Linked DNA regions of Zea mays: region 1 is linked to region 2. A link is a contact called in public Hi-C data. All regions are on one chromosome and are shown on one strand. Each heading gives the region's core, a stretch centred on a gene start, on an enhancer-like site or on the middle of the called end of the contact. The rest is flanking DNA. Distances are from core to core; before and after follow the strand shown.

Region 1 (3,621 bases), core at 493-2,992, 300 kb after region 2:
TATTGGACTTGCGATAAGATTTGCACCTTTTTTTTTTGTTGTTGTTCAGTTTTCGTAATTATAATGGGCTTTATTTAAAAAACAAGTGGGCTCAGTTTGGCCCTGTCTGTAGCCGGTTTGTCCGTATAGGCGCTCTCGATCGATCACTGCTCTCCAGCGGCCCACTAGTGTCCACCGCAGCATGCCCCGTCCACCCGTGTCTCTCGTTTGTGCACCACGCGACGCGCTAGCTGCATCCTGCCTGCACTGCATGTGCCGCCTCCTTTTGTCTCGGCCGCCCGTCGCCGTTATTCCTCACGCCATCGTTGCCGGCCTAGCCTAGCCGAGCAGCAGCTTTGCATTGCATCGCTCTAGGCCTTTAGTTAGCCACGTCTCCCTCCCTCCCCACTCTCTCTCCTCCTTTTCTGTGCTAGCGATACACAGACACGTTCATGTCATGTCATGCGCACCACCACCCCACACGCGTGGCGTGAGGCGTTTGCGCTCGTTGCGTTGCGGCGCTGCATCTGCATGAACGGCGTCCCACCGAGCATGAGACAAGGGAATGCAAAGGATTTTATTCTCGCATGCAGATTTTGCCCACTGTCGTTTTCTTTCCTTTACTTTAACTTCATTTTTACAAGAAATTACTATTTTTCTAAATAAAAATAAACTAATATATTTCAGGAAAATAGAAATCGTTTAAGAAAATGAGTTTCCAAACTAGAGAGAGAAAACACTGAGTAAAGTAAGAGTTTTTTTTTCTTAATGACTAGCATTACATTTCTGCTTTTTTTTACCTTACGACGAGGACAGCTTTTAAAAACAGCACTACCAACCACACAGTATGATAATTTTTTTTACATTATGAGGATGACTTTAAAAAACTTCTACAAAAACGTACTGTTCTCTCTCACTGTACAATAATCAACGCATAATTTCAGTCCTACTATAAAACTTGCCTTATAGGTTTAGTGCGGCAACGCTTTATTTTAGAGTTTTATCATCATGATTCCTGTTAGCTATATGGTGATTAATTGTTGTGGAACGAAGGAATTAGGGCCTGTTTGTTTACCCCCATGAATTATATAATCTGGATTATTTTTGGAGGATTATATAATCTGGATTATATAATCTGAGTAGTCCTGTTTGTTTACCCAGATTATTTGAGTTGTTAATAGGATTCTTTTGTATGAGGAAGACAAGAATACCCTCTATATTTGTACTAGGTTGAAACTCATATATGAAAAAAAAATAATTCAATTGACATTGGCAAATATTGCATTAGCAATATTATCACGGAAGGCATTCATGTCACCTTCTTCATCTCCAAATTGACTAGTACTAGGCGCAAAAACGATTCGGTGGATTATAATGACAATGGTGGGTAATTTCTAGGAAACTTGAAAGGGTAGTGGGGAAGTGGGAAAAAAATAATCTGAAATAAGCACCTCCTCACTTGCTTATGGATTATCATAATCCAAGGGGTTAGATTATATAATCTGGGCAAATAAGCTGGACTGTTTGTTTGCCTCTTAGGATTATTTAATCCAGATTATATAATCTGGGGGGTAAACAAACAGGCCCTTATATTGAAATGATGCCAAAAGAGGTTTTTTCCCCTTCTTCTTTGCGTGTTTACCAAAACCATCCACTATCTTTAACACGGAGCAAAGTGGATGGTTGCAATAAAGCCGGGCCCACAGAAAAGTCGATCGGCTGCCTCTCTCTCCGACAAGTATTTAAAAGCCTCGGCGGCTTGGCGCTAGCCGCTACCGCCTTGTTGCATTCTATCTATGCGTTGTCCTTAGCTTGTCCGCCCGCCCCTCCCTCGTCTTACCTCCTCCTCTCTACGGCCGGCCAGATGAGCTCCACGGCCATCGACGTCCTCTCGGCGCTGCCGCCGATCAGGACCGCGGCGCCGGAGCCGGGTGCGGAGAAGAAGCAGCAGGAGGAGGACGGCTCGGAGGCCCAGGAGCCGGAGCCCACGACGCCGACGTCGGAGGCGAGCAGGCTGCGGCCTCCGTCCGAGTGCCCGCCGGCGCCGAGGAAGCCTGCGCGGCCGCCGTCGACGCCCGCCAAGCGCAGGTTCCCGGCGCCGCGCCGCGCCTTCTTCCCCGTGCCGCGCGACCTCAACGCCGTGTTCCGCGCCCTGCCGCCCAAGAAGCGGATCCGGGCGGGCTGACGGCCGGGCCGGTCCGCGCCGCCGCGGCTCAAGCGGCCGCTTCCAATTGGGTTCTAGCTACCTGGCGTACGTGCAGGACGACGACGACGGCAGGCATCCACTCCTGTACTCCGCCAAAGGCCAGCCGCGCGCGTGTGGTGCACTCGTCCTTCAAGGACCATGGCGTCAAAACGCAGTCTTGGGAGTTTCTTGCACACCTTGGTTTGTCCTTCCGGCATGGTACAAACTACAGACTCGAGATCCAGAGTTCTCGTACAAATCGTGGGTTAGGTTCATTATTTGCGTGGAGGAGTAAAAACTGTAGAACTGGACAAGGCTATTGTTTATTTACATACGGATCATGAATGGGAAGAATTAATGGAAGAAAATTCCCGAGGATGGATCCGTTTCAGTATATTCGTCATTATAAAACTAAAGCTCACAGTTTGCCAAAACCATGCACAAGTGTGCTTGTCATGGATGGATCCATGGAGCATGCAAGGAAGGTGGGGATGGATGGGAAACGTGAGCAGGCCAGGTACTTTGTGCACTTTTGTCCCGGCCGGCACAGCGGCACTGCACAGGTATGTTGCAGCAGGTTTGTTTTGTGTTGTTCTTCAGTTCTGTTGACAGATGGCAATGGCAGAGGTGATTGGTGGTCGAAGTTGTGCTGTGATGTGCATATGCATTGCCTGTAGTTTAGTTTGGATAGACGCAATCGCCGATTAGTGAATTACTTGTTTTTTTTTTAAAAAAAAGAAAACCCTAGTGGATTGGTTGTTAGCTACGGTATATATATAAAAAATAATACTCCACTTGGTTAGATGATCTCACAAAGACTAAGATTGTTTCCAGCAACGACCCCTATATCTATTTTTTACAATCTCTTCTAAAAGATTTCATCCTCTATAAATTTATATCTTATTTCTCTTCAACAACGTCATCTAAATCATATCCTCTATACGCAAATATCTATATCAGAGACATTTTTTATTTTTAAATTTTTATACATATGTATTTTTTTATACTCTCAAATGTATTGTACATATTTTAGTTTTGCTAAACCGGTTGTTTAAAGTATTTAAATGGATAGAAGACTGTTTAGAGAAAACTATACATATACCACATGATTGGTTGAATGCTCCTCAGCAACCAGTCTCTATTCGTGTGTTGACTGCTCCCCAACGTTTGATTGGAAGGCTACATATGGATGACCGTGTATAGGCTAGATTAACGCTTTTTTTGTTGCATGCACATAAACGGAGAAAAGCTATGTTTGTGGAGAGATAGGCTTGCGCGAGCCTTGTACGGATTGCGCATCCAACCAATCATATGGATATAGAGAATCAGCAGCGTCGTCTAAAGTTAGAGGACCGTTTGATCCTCTATATTTAGGGTAGAGAAGCCTTTACCGACTATGTTGGAGAGAGCCTAACAACTAATCCTCCTGCTGTCAAACCAGTTCTAGCATGTACCCT
Region 2 (3,269 bases), core at 24-2,523:
CTTTGGTTGAATTAAGCAACAGTCTCTGTGAAACATTACTGGCTGGTTAGTATTGTTCATATGTCACGATGTATTTGGAAAAGATCATTACATCATCACAGATTATTTAGGGAACAAAAAGCTGACTGAAACAAAATATAACTCAAAAACAGTAATCTGTTTAAATTACTGTCAGTCACGCTCCATTACCTTGATGCTCCCATAAATGTTCTATGGATCGGAGCCTCCCTACCAGTCGCGCTCCATTGGATCAACCCGAACAAGATAATAGAGGTGGACTTACCCGCGGAAAAGAAAAAGGCGAGTATGTGAAGAGCGAAGACGTGCGAAGGTGTAGCAAAAGTGATTGACGACGCGAAAAAAGACCGAACGTGGGAGGAGCAATGACAGTCGAAGGCTGGCATCAAAGTACCCAAAACCTGAGGTGCTTGCAAACTACAGGATGTGGATGTTTAAAGCTCATTGATTGGAAACTGGCTTTTAGTTTGGACCTTAAAAAATTAAATGGGTAACTAAATTAAATTATAGAGCCCAAATATGAGACTTACACTTGGAGATACTTTAACTCCTTAAAAAAGTCCCCAAAACATATAATCACTGCGTCCCAAATTAAAATCCGTTTTACATTTTTTCTAGATTCATACAATAATTAATATAGGTGTTCTATATATAGGTTTATAATCATTCATATGAATATGAACATAAAACTATAGAGTTAAAACGACTACTATTTTAATATGAAGAGAGTATAAGATAAACTATTTTTCTAGATAAGCCATAAAATATTTGTCTCACGAAGCTCTTGAGAAATAGCCCTCCCAAACACCCATCAAAGATTGTCTCCTTGCTAATAATTGTCAGTTGTCACTAAGTCTCTGACTTGTGGATCTATCTAAGTTTATAAAATATAGACTTGATGACAATTTTGCAAAGCCCAATCTTTTCAATGGCAAAAGTCCAACTAAATTTCTCATCTCCGAGCAAACCAACCAAAAAGGCAACGCTCGCTGGTTGGAAACCACGAGCGGAGCCTCGCGGCCGATACCGTCACGCCACCTGACACCTGCGCGGCGTCCCTGGTCCCACTGCGCCGTGACTCCAGGATCATACGTGTCCCACGTCTCGGGACCCAATAGCTATCCGCCACGTGGGCCCTCTCCCCGCCACGGCGCCACGTACCATGTCACGTGCCCCTGCCCGCTCGCCCCCGCGCGGCGTCACCAAAATGATCTGCACGGCGAACGCGAGTCTCCTAAACGATACCGGGCGGGCAGGCACACGAGCGCGAGCACGCACGAGTTCGCGAGTCCCCCTGACCCCCACGTGCGCGTCGTTGGAACCAAGGATTGGATTAGCCTCGCCGACGACGAGGAGAGAAGAGCTGGTGGCTGGCGAGGGGCTCGCGGGGATGGGGATCTCGAGGCCCCTGGCGCTCCTTCTGGCGCTGCTGATCGCCGTCGCCGGCGCGACCGCCGAGGAGCCCGTAGTGGCGGCGGACTCGGTGGCCGGCGCGGTGGAGGCCGCGGCGGCGCTCAGGGTGGAGGAGGCTGCGGAGGCCGCGGCGCTCAGGGCCGAGCTGGAGCAGCTCCGGGCGAAGATCTCCGCCTTAGGTCAGTGCCCAAGGTTTGAATCCACGTGGCGCGCTTGATTTTACTGTCTGGATGTTTTGGCCTGGGACGGGTTGGTGGTGGAATCGTCGAGTTCATGCCGCGCAGCTAGGTTAATTTGTGCCGTTTCACTGGATTGACGCCGGTCCGGTGAGCTCTCCGGGGTTTAGGGCCCGATTCGTTGCGGCGAGGCGCGGTTTCGCGGTGGTTGGTGAGCTACCTGGATCTGTCTTGTTGGGGTTTTAGCTTCTGCCTGCTTCTAGTCGTCTGGATGGTGCGCGCGCGACAGTGCTCGATTGATCGTGTAGCTGGCGGGGTGCTGCGAGATTGTATTCGATTCTCTCGTGCTGATATCGACCGTGGGTTGCATAATTCTCCCTTTTTGGTATAAAATTGGATAATTCTATCTTTTTGAGGCAACTGCTTATTTTAGGGCCAACCCCCCCCCCCCCCCCCCCCCCAAAGCTTCCTCTTCTGTTTACATAGTAGCTTTGTTTCTGATTGCCGTTAACACAAAAGCTACAAAAGTTCACATATACCTCTACTGTTACAATTACGTCAGTGGGCGGTGGGCCAGTGTGTAATTGCAGCTGTTGTGCCTTTGCCATGGATGCTGATCCACTGCCATAATGCTTGGGGTCCTGCTTCATTGATGTGTACTAGAATCGAGTAGCTGGGGAAGTCTAGCAATATTAATTGCAGTAAAACAGTAAATTCTCTGAAGATGCCTGTACTATTGAAGAATGTAAACTCAAACTATGCCACGGCATGGAAATAGTAGTATCTTGTCATCGTGATATCATTCCTGTGATCCTGTCATAAGCAAAGCAATTTCCTTTACTTCGCCACTTTGTGATTCTTTATTAGCCTACCAGATTCATTCTAATTTTGATATCCCACGGGCCACGGGAACCATTATTGTGTTTGTTTTCTTGCTACAGAGTCAGACATAGCAGTGCGATCTCTCGAACTGAAGAATAAGGACGATGTCATCGTGAACCTAGAGAAAGCCATTGCGGAGAAGTCAAAGGCTATTACCTCTATGCAGGGCGAGATTGCTTCTCTCCAGGTAAAACACCACAGTTAGTTTTGAAGTTTGCACATTCTTACAAATAACTTTGCACTTATGCTTATGAGCTTATCTAAGTACAGGCAAAAGGATCTCTAGCTGCCGAGGAGCAGGCTAACAAGGCCAATGCCAAGGCTGTTGAACTTGAGAAGCAGGTATAGGCTATAAGAGTTCATGAACATTTGGAACGTGCTAGCAATGTGTTTATGATTTCTCTTTATTTTTTTCCTGTTCTAGATTGACAAGCTCAAAAAGGATATTCAAGCACAAAGTAGTCAGAAAGCAGCACTAGAATCTAGGGCCAACGATGCAGAGAACAAGGTGGAAAAGTTGAATGAAAAGCTTAATACAGTAAGCGCATAAACCTTCCTTGTCTATGGAATATTGAGTGACTTTTTTAAAGAAAAAAATCAGTGGTCAACTTCTTAGTTTCGTGTGCTACTGTAAGTGTATATGCCATCTGCTTTTCCCTTTCTAGTTGGCTATATACAAGCCTGCAACAAATTCTTATGACACTAGCAGATCAAACTAGATATCTGTACTAGAGTCTAAAGTCCATTGGAATTTTAAATTCTATTGAAGGCATTTGGTGA

The links. A called contact is a pair of places that touch in the nucleus more often than the background predicts.
Region 1: a Hi-C map of tassel shows a contact between it and region 2, with 4 times the contacts expected there. The contact joins the promoter of LOC103653182 here to the promoter of LOC100277246 in region 2. A contact is called at or near these places in 2 of 25 Hi-C or Micro-C datasets (bundle sheath and tassel).

The regions. Positions count from the first base shown.
Region 1 is chr4:44,320,270-44,323,890 of Zm-B73-REFERENCE-NAM-5.0, forward strand. It overlaps LOC103653182 (cyclin-dependent protein kinase inhibitor SMR1), which reads left to right and starts at 1,743. Exons shown (of 1, transcript XM_008680144.3): 1 at 1,743-2,598. The coding sequence starts at 1,844. The coding sequence ends at 2,164.
Region 2 is chr4:44,016,050-44,019,318 of Zm-B73-REFERENCE-NAM-5.0, forward strand. LOC100277246 reads left to right here and starts at 1,274. Exons shown (of 13, transcript NM_001150871.2): 1 at 1,274-1,610; 2 at 2,549-2,676; 3 at 2,760-2,831; 4 at 2,914-3,027. The coding sequence starts at 1,409.